2 separate regions of the Canis lupus genome follow, and region 2 is linked to region 1. The links are chromatin contacts, called in public Hi-C maps. All regions are on one chromosome and are shown on one strand. The core of a region is the stretch at or near the end of the contact, and the rest is flanking DNA. Distances in the headings are between cores, read along the strand shown.

Evidence for each region. A called contact is a pair of places that touch in the nucleus more often than the background predicts.
Region 2: a Hi-C map of blood shows a contact between it and region 1, with 2.7 times the contacts expected there. The contact joins the enhancer-like site here to the promoter of GNB5 in region 1. A contact is called at or near these places in 3 of 9 Hi-C or Micro-C datasets (amygdala and blood).

The regions. Positions count from the first base shown.
Region 1 is chr30:18,171,477-18,176,857 of UU_Cfam_GSD_1.0, reverse strand. GNB5 (guanine nucleotide-binding protein subunit beta-5) reads left to right here and starts at 3,008. Exons shown (of 12, transcript XM_038580438.1): 1 at 3,008-3,148. The coding sequence starts at 3,023. LOC119866894 (a long non-coding RNA gene) reads right to left here. Exons shown (of 3, transcript XR_005381665.1): 1 at 4,605-5,381; 2 at 4,052-4,201.
Region 2 is chr30:18,215,185-18,220,586 of UU_Cfam_GSD_1.0, reverse strand. MYO5C (unconventional myosin-Vc) reads left to right here. Exons shown (of 41, transcript XM_038580442.1): 23 at 308-401; 24 at 2,749-2,812; 25 at 4,818-4,998. Among named protein-coding and RNA genes, the nearest start is that of GNB5, 44 kb to the right of the region's middle. Within about 2 kb of position 2,971, at least 2 of the 20 cell types and tissues checked have an H3K27ac peak or open chromatin away from gene starts, as enhancers often do. A contact at or near this core is called in blood, where this site is marked.

The DNA.
Region 1 (5,381 bases), core at 1,759-4,258:
CCTCTCGTCTCTGCCTCTCACTCTGTGTCTCTCATGAATGAATAAATAAAATCTTTAAAAAAAATTTTGGCCATGACATAAATGCTAAATGAAAAACATCAGTATATAAAAAATATAAAACCTACTCTTGCATCTGCCAAAATGTGGACCAGGAGTCTCTCTGGGCAGTGGGATTATAGGTGATTATTTTCTTCCTTATGCCTTCTTTATTTTTTTTCCAGACTCTACAATGCCCATGTAGAATATTTATAGTTTTAAATATCGTAATACTTCAAATTTACTTTGTAGCTTGCCCATGCTTAACCAACCACATCTAAAATGCTAGCTGCATGAAGCAATTTAAGGTCAATATGTCTTAAGACTTGTGGTCTCTGTGAGAAAATGATGTTTTCTAAGAATACATAATGGCACAAATGGCACAACGTGCCATACACAATGGTAGACAAAAATACTAGTAAGCAAAAAACTAAAGTTCAAAATTGTATATGACATACAGTTCCAATTTTTTAAAAAAAGTATAAGCATATGTTTATGGAGACACTAGAAGAAAATGTAAATGTAAAATGTTAATCACTGTTAGTACAGGGCATGTAGGTGATTAATTTTCCTTCTTCACATCCTTCTGTTCCCAATTATTTATGATAAACATGTGCAGCTCTCATCGCTTGAAAAAGTTTAAAATTCAGTCTGGGAAGGAGAAGAGTGTCTCTCTCCAGATTTGGAATATTGGCGTTTTTTTCTCCTTCCCTTTTTCTTGCTCTCCCACAACTTCTAGCCATCCTTGGATTCCTTCTCCACTCAGCCCCAGCGTTCCTCTCACCTTCCGTTCCCACAGCTGCCACTCTGCCCAGAGCTCATCTCCTCTTCCCCAAAACATGATAACAATCTATTAACCTAGTCAATTTTCCTGCAGTACATTCTCTCTCTGACCTACTTCTGGAAGCACAAATGCTGGAATAATCCACTTGAATGACGTTGCTCCCTTGCTGAAAAACCCATGGCTCACCTTCCTAATGCTCTTACTTGCTGTCTTCAGCATGCCCTTGTGACTGGCAGGCGTGGACAGTGGGGGACATTACCAGGTCCTTGCCAAAGGCTAGGCTCCAGTGCCCAGGCCCTTTTGCTTGCTTGCTTTTTTCTCTCTTCTTTCTTACCTTTTATTTTTAAAAATTTGTTTATTTATTCATGAGAGACACAGAGAGAGAGAAGCAGAGACATGGGCAGAGGGAGAAGTAGGTTCCCTGCAGGGAGCCTGATCAGGACTCGATCCCAGGACCCCAGGATCATGCCCTGAGCTGAAGGCAGATGCTCAACTACTGAGCCACCCAGGTGTCCCCCATTTTGCTTTCTTTAATTCATGTTTTATGAAAAGGCAGAACAGCCTGCTTGTGCCAGCTCCACGAGAAAGGTTGTAGAGTCCCACCACATAAAGGCCTCACTGCTGACCTTGAACGTATTTAATCCCGAGGCATGTCCTCGGCTACACCACCGATGTCTGCTTCCTTCCTAGGGTGGCTGTGAGCAGTCAGGGCAAGCACGCTGTGGTGGTTGGTCAGTAGCTGGTTTCCTTCTGATCTCTCATCCGTAAAGGACTATCCTCTACTCCCCTGTTCCTTAGAGATCTCATGAACTACTGCCCCTTTGTTGGAGGAGTTCAACCCAATTCATTCTCCCCATTCTTCCTCTAGTCCGATGGTGACATCTGTATGGTAGACATTCTCCCTTCAAGGTGTCCCCGCTGCTACCTGCCCTACAAATATGTTCCTCAGAAATTTGGCTTTCTTGAAATGTTCAGACCAGTGTCCCAAAGTCTCTTTGTGGGAGAGGGGACAAAACCATCCTCTACTAAGGGGGTCATTTCTTCAAACCCTGATGTGGCCCCCTCTTCGAAACACCTATTAAATTGGCTTGGTTACGATGGCTGGGCCCTCCCCCCTTTAACCTGCTTGTCGTCCTCTCCAACAGTAGCACTGCAATGTCTAGCCTCCCAGAAACTCAGAAGGCATCATAGACCTCTCCCCCTCCTTGTCCCCACACATCACCAAGTCTAGCTCCTTCTTTGTAAGCATGGTCAAATCCATCCTACATCATTGCTTCATGTAAGGCCTTCATCGTGCTCTGCCTGAAATGTGGTCACAGGCTCACCTCTGCTTTTTCCACAACTCCAGCCTCATCCCCCGCCCCTGCTGCCGCTGCTACCACAGCCACTCTCAGGGCAGCTTAACATCTATGGAGCACTCACTCTATTTCCTCCTTGAGCTAAGCTTTATGCACTTTTATAAATCCCCCAATGATCCTGTGACTGTGGATGTTAAGATCCCCATTTGATTGATTAGCAAAGATCCAGAGAGTTCGAATGACTTGCTCAAGTAGTGGCACCAGGATCTGGTCAGCCAGAGCTAGCACCCTCAGCCACCAGATGGTTTTGCTTCTGTAAGTTTACCTTCCCTTCAGTGGCCTGGGCCTGTCTGTTGACTTCGGGATGGACAGACAGGAGCCCTGGGTCTATGACTGTCAAATGTTTAATAAGTGGGATGTGTCCCTTGCAGAGAACCAATACTGTGTTTACTCAGCCTTACAATATTAGTTGAGATCAGGCTCTGCCATTTTCTAACTCTCTTCTTTACTCCAAATGTTTACCATCAGGGGAGGATTTTTTTTTAAGTTTTAAACTGTAGTATCCATTATAATAATGCTCTCCACCGTGGAGCCCCACGGGATTAATATTGTGCTGCAGAGATCAATTGTGTCCATGTCTGTAACCTGCCAAAATAGCCAGTTAAATGGTAACCCCAGAAAACCTATTGTCTGATGCTTTCTTACTGATTAAATAAACAAGTTTGTGTTGTAATAAATCAAAGGTTATAAATTAACTCATATACTTTATCCCACATGTAGAAAGGCTGAGCAACCATCGTGACCAAAGGAAGATGAGATTTTAAAAAGCTGTTTCTGTTGGCTTTTCTCATGCACCTACATCCCTTTCTCTCTCTCTCTCTTTCAGCCTCATTTTGGATAAAAAATGTGTGATCAGACCTTTCTCGTTAATGTGTTTGGCTCCTGTGACAAATGTTTCAAACAACGGGCTCTGAGACCCGTTTTCAAGAAATCTCAACAGCTCAGCTACTGTTCAACATGTGCAGAAATCGTAAGTGCCATTTAAAAAAAAAGTGGTTATCTGTTTTAAAATGATGTCTCATGTCAGGTTCCTGTGACAGAGGAGTTGCCATAAAATCAGCTTACAACCAAACATTTTCAGCACACTGAGGCTAAGTGAGGACAGTATAGTCTGGTGGTTCAAGGTGTGGATTCTCTGACCTCCTGGGTTCAAATCCTAGCTATGTACCTAGGTGGCGGAGGTCAGTTTTCCCCTATATAAAATAGGAATACTAGCATTTGTCTCATAGGGTTTTGTCAGAATTAAATGAGTTCATTTGATAAAATATTTAAAACAGTACCCAGCACAGGCTGTGTTCAATGAACGTTTTAGCTATTGCTACTTTTTTAGTGCTAATGCTTCTTGCTACTGCTGTCTGTCTGCTAGGCAAACAACCAAGACAAAAGAGACTCTGGCAAACAAACAGCCTGGAAATGCCCCTCCAAAGGCCATGGTCCAGCTTTCCCTAGGAACAGCTCTATTGAAGACTGAACCCTACAGGGCTTCCCTAGTAGCCAAAGTTAAGTTAAAGGAAAAGTGTTCCTTAGGCCTAAGATTTCAGGGAGGACTAAGGACTGACTGAATATAAATCCTTATGTTTTTCAAAGAACACAAATCAGTCCTCACCAGAGGTGGCTACACACAGGCTTTATTCAGGTTTTGCAGCAAAATGCCCATAGAATGGCGGAAGCCCCAGAAATCAGTCCTTTCTCAAGAGGATTTGCAAAGCAGTGCTAGGTATTATGGCTGAGCAGAGCCCTCACCTGGCCAAAAATGGTAAAACATGCTTCTCCAAAAGTCCAATTGGAAACCCCCAATTAGCCACACATTTTAAACCGCCCCCACCCCCCCCCCAGCAAGGATTCTCTGCACAGTTCATGTCTCCATACCCACCGGCTCTTCCCCAGAGACCCCCGCCGGGGCTGCCTCCACACCAGACAGGCTTCATCCTCCAGTGAGCTGCCCCATCCTTCCTGGGAGGCTGTGGGGCACCTGCTGGCCAGGGTTCTGCACGCACAGGCTGGGAGGACCAGGCGCTGGTGCCTTGGGGCAGTACATCCATTAAAAAAAATAAAAATAAAAAATAAAAAATAAGAAAAAAGAGGAAAGGTGATTTTTACATTTTATCCAACTGAAGAGGAAAAGGCAGTATTAATTCTCTTGGTCCCATTATAACTCCTGATAGTAATTACATTTAAAAAAAATATCCCCGTGGGCAGCCTCGATGGCCCAGCGGTTTGGGGCCGCCTTCAGCCGGGGGTGTGATCCTGGAGACCCGGGATCGAGTCCCATGTCAGTCTCCCTGCAGGGAGCCTGCTTCTCCCTCTGCCTGTGTCTCTGCTCTCTCTCTCTCTCTCTCTGTGTCTGTCATGAATAAATAAATAAAATCTTAAAAAAATATATCACTGTAAAGCAAATGGCAAGTAAACAGCCCAGAGTGACATACAGGCTTTGGGACAGCATAATAATCCTGATATCACAAGATCAGGCTTAGTGTAATGGACTTCTCCCTGCAGCAAGCACATTGTGTTCTAAACATGGCTCTGCACATCGTCAAACAGAGGACGTTCAGTTCTTAAAATAAGCCTGTTTTCCGGTGGCCCTACCATCCTGGAGAAGTGCTATTTATTCATCTTAGCTCTTCTATTTTTTAAACAACTTCTGTGGACACAAGGAGCCCAGAGTCCCCATCGTCATATCCTGCAGCATCATAGATTCTTCCCAGGGCAGAGGCTCTGGCCTGGAGATATTTTCCAGGAAACTGTCACAGGCTATCTCCACAAGCACTTGAGGGTTCCCAATATTCACTCCCAAATATTCAGACACCCTGTTGTGGGTGAGACATCCAAATGACTGGTAGCTAATTTTTACCTGGGTGTTTGCAAATGTGTAGCCCCCAGTGGACCCTTTTCATGAACAGGGAACTGTAACTCCACCCCTGCCAAAATGTAGGAGACCTCAACTTTTCTCATTTCTAGCTTCCTTACCTATAAAAAAGTTAAAACCGAAGTACAGAAAGGCTCTTTGCAAACTTTCCCATCTATTAAGAAGTCGCATGGCCTTATCTCTAGATGGTAGACCCTTCAGAATGGAGGGTGTTTGGGATTTGTTTAACAGAGAGAACCTCAGAGGAGGGCACACACCAGTGTGAATCTCTGCTCACCCCAGATGACACACAGGCAGACCCTGAAGCAGGCACACATCCCATGATGGGCCATAAGGC
Region 2 (5,402 bases), core at 1,722-4,221, 44 kb before region 1:
TTGGCTATTGAGAAGCTTCCAGAAAAGATAGAGGCATTTTCTTGACTTTGAGGAGACCTTGGATTTGGTTCTTCCTCCTTGACTTTGGCCATTTCTGGACCAAGATGAGAACTAGTGTCTGCTTGAAGTCACAGGGAGCCCTTCTGTGTGAGATGGAATGCAGCATCCTGTGGTGGGCCGGCGCTGGCTGTCATCCATGATAGGAGCTGAGATGGATGGATGCATGGATGGATAGATAAAAATGCATCAAGGCTGTGGTGACAAAACTTGAACTTTTTTAAAAAGATTCTTTTCCTCCCTTCACTAGAAATTGGCAAAGCTTCAGAAGCATAATTCAGAACTGGAAATACAAAAAGAGCAAATAGAGCTGCAGCTCCGAGAGAAGACTGAAGAGCTAAAAGGTAGAGCCCAAGGTGGCCCGATGCATGCTTCCATGTGCTCACCTGTCCAGGCATTCAGGAAATAACTAATGGGTGTGAATTGAGTTTTAGGTAGAATCCAGAATCTGTCATGTACTCATGAGAGTACAGTGAAATGAGATCATTTTTTGCCTCACAGAGAACAACTATATTTAAGTTGTGATAACTTTACCCTACAGACTCTTCTGCTTTATTTCCATCTTTTGTCAGATAGCTCAGCAATCGCTGCCTCAGAACCACCAGGGCCATTTGCAAAATATAGATGGTTGGGCCATAAGCCTGGAGCTCTTCCACCAGGAGATGGGGTGAGGGATGTGTCTGTGTATGGTACCGCCAGGGTGGTTCACACATCTATATTTAAAAAAAAAAAATTTAGCGATCCTGATACACAGGATCCTCTGCTCTGGTTCCCCCTCCTCTGCTACTGCCCTGGCTCTGAGTGAAGGCCCTGCTGAGCACTTGAGCCATATCACCCTGGGCTCTCAGATGCAGACCCTGGGAACCAGCGGTATCACTTTCATTCAGGGGTGTGGAGCAGGCCCCCTTAGCCTACCTCTGTCCATCCGTAGATTTCCAACTCAAATTCTAATTGCAAGTGCTTGCTAAATCCCAATAGGAGCAGGAACCTGATGGTTCCTGACCAGATGGTTTAAATTGCCACATTTGATTATCTGTCCTGTCCAGAGATCTTTTCTGTAAGCTCTGATGGGGCGACAGGGTCGTGGGAGTTCAGGCCTGGGGATCTAGCGCACACCTTAGGCCCAGCAGGCAGGATTCAGGAACCCTAGGGGTTCAGGTCAGAGTATGGGAGAAACACATCAGTAGGAGGAAATTAACATCCTGAGTCCTGGCCAGCAGAACAGGAAAGGCTGTCCAGATGGTGCCAAGCCTGGGAGTAACCTCCAGCTACAGATAATCACACCCTGCAGCCAGTCTCAGAGGACTGATGATGTGAGTGGGGAGGAACACATGGAGTCAGAGGTCTCTGAGTAAACCTCAGACCTGAATTAGGGAAGCACTTGCCCACCTCTAACTTTTTTATTACAATATACTGCTCCTGAGTATATTTGTGCTTTCTTGTAACTTTAAGTGGTTTTTCCTCACAAGAAAACTTAAATTCCTACAAGCGTGTCCTAAAAATTACATATTTGACAGCAATGACATGGTTGAGTCCATAATTTGATATTTCCTTCTAAAAAGTACCTGATGGCTTTTAAACCCCTGTTTATAAACTGCTTATCCTGTGAGTCTCCCTACACATGGCCAACAGTGTTTTGTGAAAAGTACCAGCCTTCGCTTACCCTGTGACCTAAGGGATGTTCTCACACATTCCCCCTTTTTGAGATCCCAACATGGACACCGTCCCATTGCTCCTGGGAAGAAAGTCACATTTGAGCAGCTCTTTCACCCCTTGGTAAATAGCCTGAGATGCAAGCATCAGAACTGAAGCCAATTCTGTGAGTGAATTAAAAATTGAAATTACATCAAATATGCGGGCTTCTAAATTAAAGCTTAAGCATTTTCCTAGTTTTTTTCTGGCTGACTCATGACATTCTGAGGCAGTCATTTTGATTCAGTGACATTTGATATCTATTTGACAAACTAATACCATTGGCCTTTTTTTTTTTAATCAAGTAATTCAGGGCAGCTTTCATCACCTCCTCCCTGGGCTTCCCTCTGTGGTGGGATTCAGAAATGAGGTAGAGGTCAAGGATGAGGTATCAACTAAATACAAATAGAGATGTCAGGCTTTGATGGGTTACCCCCATTTTCAAGGGCACCTGTTGTGTGTAGATATGCTGGGAAAATGGGGCTGTCACGTCTTCAGAATGACCAGACCCCCAGCGATTATTGCCTGGCTGTCCAATGTCACCTCAACCTCACTCTGTTGTTAGAGACTCTTATACTAAAATGCACCAGCAGCTTTGTCATACTACCCTGTCCACAGATGAAGACAGACACACTTTATTATTTTCTTGGTTATCATGAATGAGTGGTTCGCAGCCAAGAGACCACTCTGGTTCCCCTCTCCTCATCAGGGGACATGTTTGGTGGTCACAGTGGTAAGACACCAGAGCTGCTGCCCAGCGTCCCACACTGCACAGGACAGCCCCCTCTCCACAACAAAGTATTGTCCAGTCTGAAGCATCAACAGTGCCAGGACTGAAACCCTGTCGTAAACTGGCCATTTTCTTCCTAAAACGTTTCTGTGTACTTTTTAATAATAATAATACTAATACTAATAATAATAATAATACATATATATGTATATGAAAACATCAAGGCATTGGTTTGCAGATATATTTCAAAAAACATTCTCTTTTCACAGGAAAAATGGATGATCTCACCAAGCAGCTCTTTGATGACGTACAAAAAGAAGAACAACAGAGAATGTACGAAACCTAGTTTGCCTCAGAGCTATTGCATCTGTCTCTACTCTTTTATATGTTGCCTCTCAGCTTGCAGATAGCAGGTCACAGATACAGGAAAGCTGGGGCAGGAGATGGGGTGTGTGTGAATGTTTTTAGGAAGTGAGAGACTCACATGTGTGAGAGCCGAGTCCCGCAGGGTGCACCTTTCAGACAGCACAGGTTCTGCAGCTGTGGGCGGTGGGCCCCTGGGAACTTCTGGCTTTCCCTTCATTGCTCAGACAGAAAAGGTCAGGCCCTGCTGTCCCTTTCAGCTTCCATCAAGTCCAAGCAGTAAAATTATTGCCTTGAAAATAAGCTTTCCTCCCTCCCCTGTGTGTTGTGTCTGTTAACTTGACTCTTGCCCCAGACAATAAGGGATGGAACCCACCTCACGATAGTAAAGGCAGGTTCCCAGGACCTTGTACTGCACCTGCCCCACCTTTCCTGTCTCAGTACCAAATTCTGTTAATCTGCAAAGACTGCAGTCTACACTCCCTTCTCTTCAAGAGTCAACGCAAAGCTTTTAGATCTCAAAGGAGGGATGCATGGCAGGGTGCTGGGGAAAGACAAAATATTCCTGGCACATTTCTGTTGTCTAGAAGGCTCAGGGCTAGGTGGTAGGATATACAGCTTCCCTGTGCATTTAGTTGGCAGGAGAGCCTGGATCTTAGTAAGGAGCTGGATACCAAAACATTAGTGGAGAGAATGTAACTGAAGAGCATCAAGAGTTGACAGATACGTGTTTCCTGGTCCTGTGTGAGTAGGAGATTTTGCTCGTCACCTTGAAAATTTTATTTTTCAGTGAACTCTCAACTCTAGGAGAGGAGCTCAGTTCTTGGCTCAGTTCACTGTGACCTGGGGCCACTTGGGAACAATTATTTCAGGAAGGGGTTTGGAGAGGCAGGCTGAGGCCAGGTCACTTTAAGTTTCTTGCAGTCCTCATCAGCATTCATCTGTAGCTTGGTCTGATCCCGGGTCAGCAGACTCGAGACATTTTAGCACCTGTCACAACCCTCAACGGGCCTCCAGATGCCTGAAGTCTGTGTGTGACTCCCAACCAAAGTAGGTACAAGTCTGAGATTCTTTCGACGTAGACTTCTGGTTGCGGTTTGCTTCTTTAAAGATGCTTTACTGGCCTCTTAGGAGCACAAAGTTGAGAAGCTTGTTAATATCTACAAAAGGAAACACAGACCTGCTGGGAATGTGACTCCCTTCCTGGGGGCTCTCCCTTTGTGCTATGTAAGTCAGTCATAAATGAACTGAGATGACAGCCTAGCAAGTAGAGTGGTGATCATAAAAACTGCTGGAGTCCCTAGGACTGCTTCTGTTCTGCTGGCCCCTCTGGGTTATGTAGGGCTGGTCTGGGTCATGTCTCTCTTTGGTTATTTTCTTCATCAGTCATCCCATATTTAATTGAGCAGCTGTCTCACAAGGAATTGAGGACTCACAAGGAATTGCCCTGGACTTTGGGGCACCTGGATTTGCTGCAGTTTATTGCAGAATGTTAGAAGGGCTGGCTCCTTTGACAGGTTAAATGGCTGTATTAACTTATTTAGGACGCAGTCAAACCCTTCTAGGATCCTTGGAACTCGGCAGGGGCTAGCACTTGGCAGAATGTGCCAAGATCTTTGCCAAGGGAAGGGGCTCCTCCAAGAGACCACAGGGAACCACACAGAACTAGGGTGGCTTCTGGAGTGGAGTATCCCAACCCCACTGAGTCTTTGAGTTCAGCCTCCCTATCCTGTGTTTCCTCTGTGTGACCATAGTAGAGCCACATTTCTCAGAAGGTATAAAAAAATTTCTGTAACCTAAGGGGACAGGCAACAGTCAGCTAAAAATAAGGCCATTGTCTATTGGAAGGGTCACAGTGGATCCTAATTACATGTCTCCTTTCCGAGTCTCTTATTTTCAAGATGATGTATGGTTCTAATTCATGGTTAAGACTTGAGAAATTCTGAATTAGTTATTTCTTTTCTTTTGCTCCTAGACTTCTTGAAAAAAGTTTTGAACTGAAAACACAAGACTATGAGAAGCAGATCTGGTCTTTGAAAGAAGACATTCAAGCTCTCAAAGAGGAGAAAATGCACTTGCATCATCAACTAGAGGAAGAACGTGTCACCTCAGATGGCTTAAAGGGGGAGGTGGCCCAACTGAGAAAGCAGGCAAAGGTAGAAGGGGCTTTTCACTTGCAGATGAGCTCCCTGGCTCCGGTGGTCTTTGAGCCTCACGGAGGGAGCAGTTTCACACTCCCACAGGATCAGACATTTAAGAGCATCTGTGTAAAGGCCACAGTCAAAACGACCCTGATTCCTTCAGTTCTTCCAAGGATGAACTCCCAAGTTGCCTTTGACTTACCAATAGTTGCTTTTCATATTTTAAAAGTCCACTTTCTAACTCTTTTGAAATTATATGAATATGGTTTATGAAGTTATTCAAATATGTTTACCTAGAGAACATTTTCAAATTAAATTATAAATTGATTGTGAATCATTATTATACATTCCATCATGTTATATTTCTATAAATACCCGTATTAAAATTAAATTACCTTGTTATCAGAATCTTTTGTTTT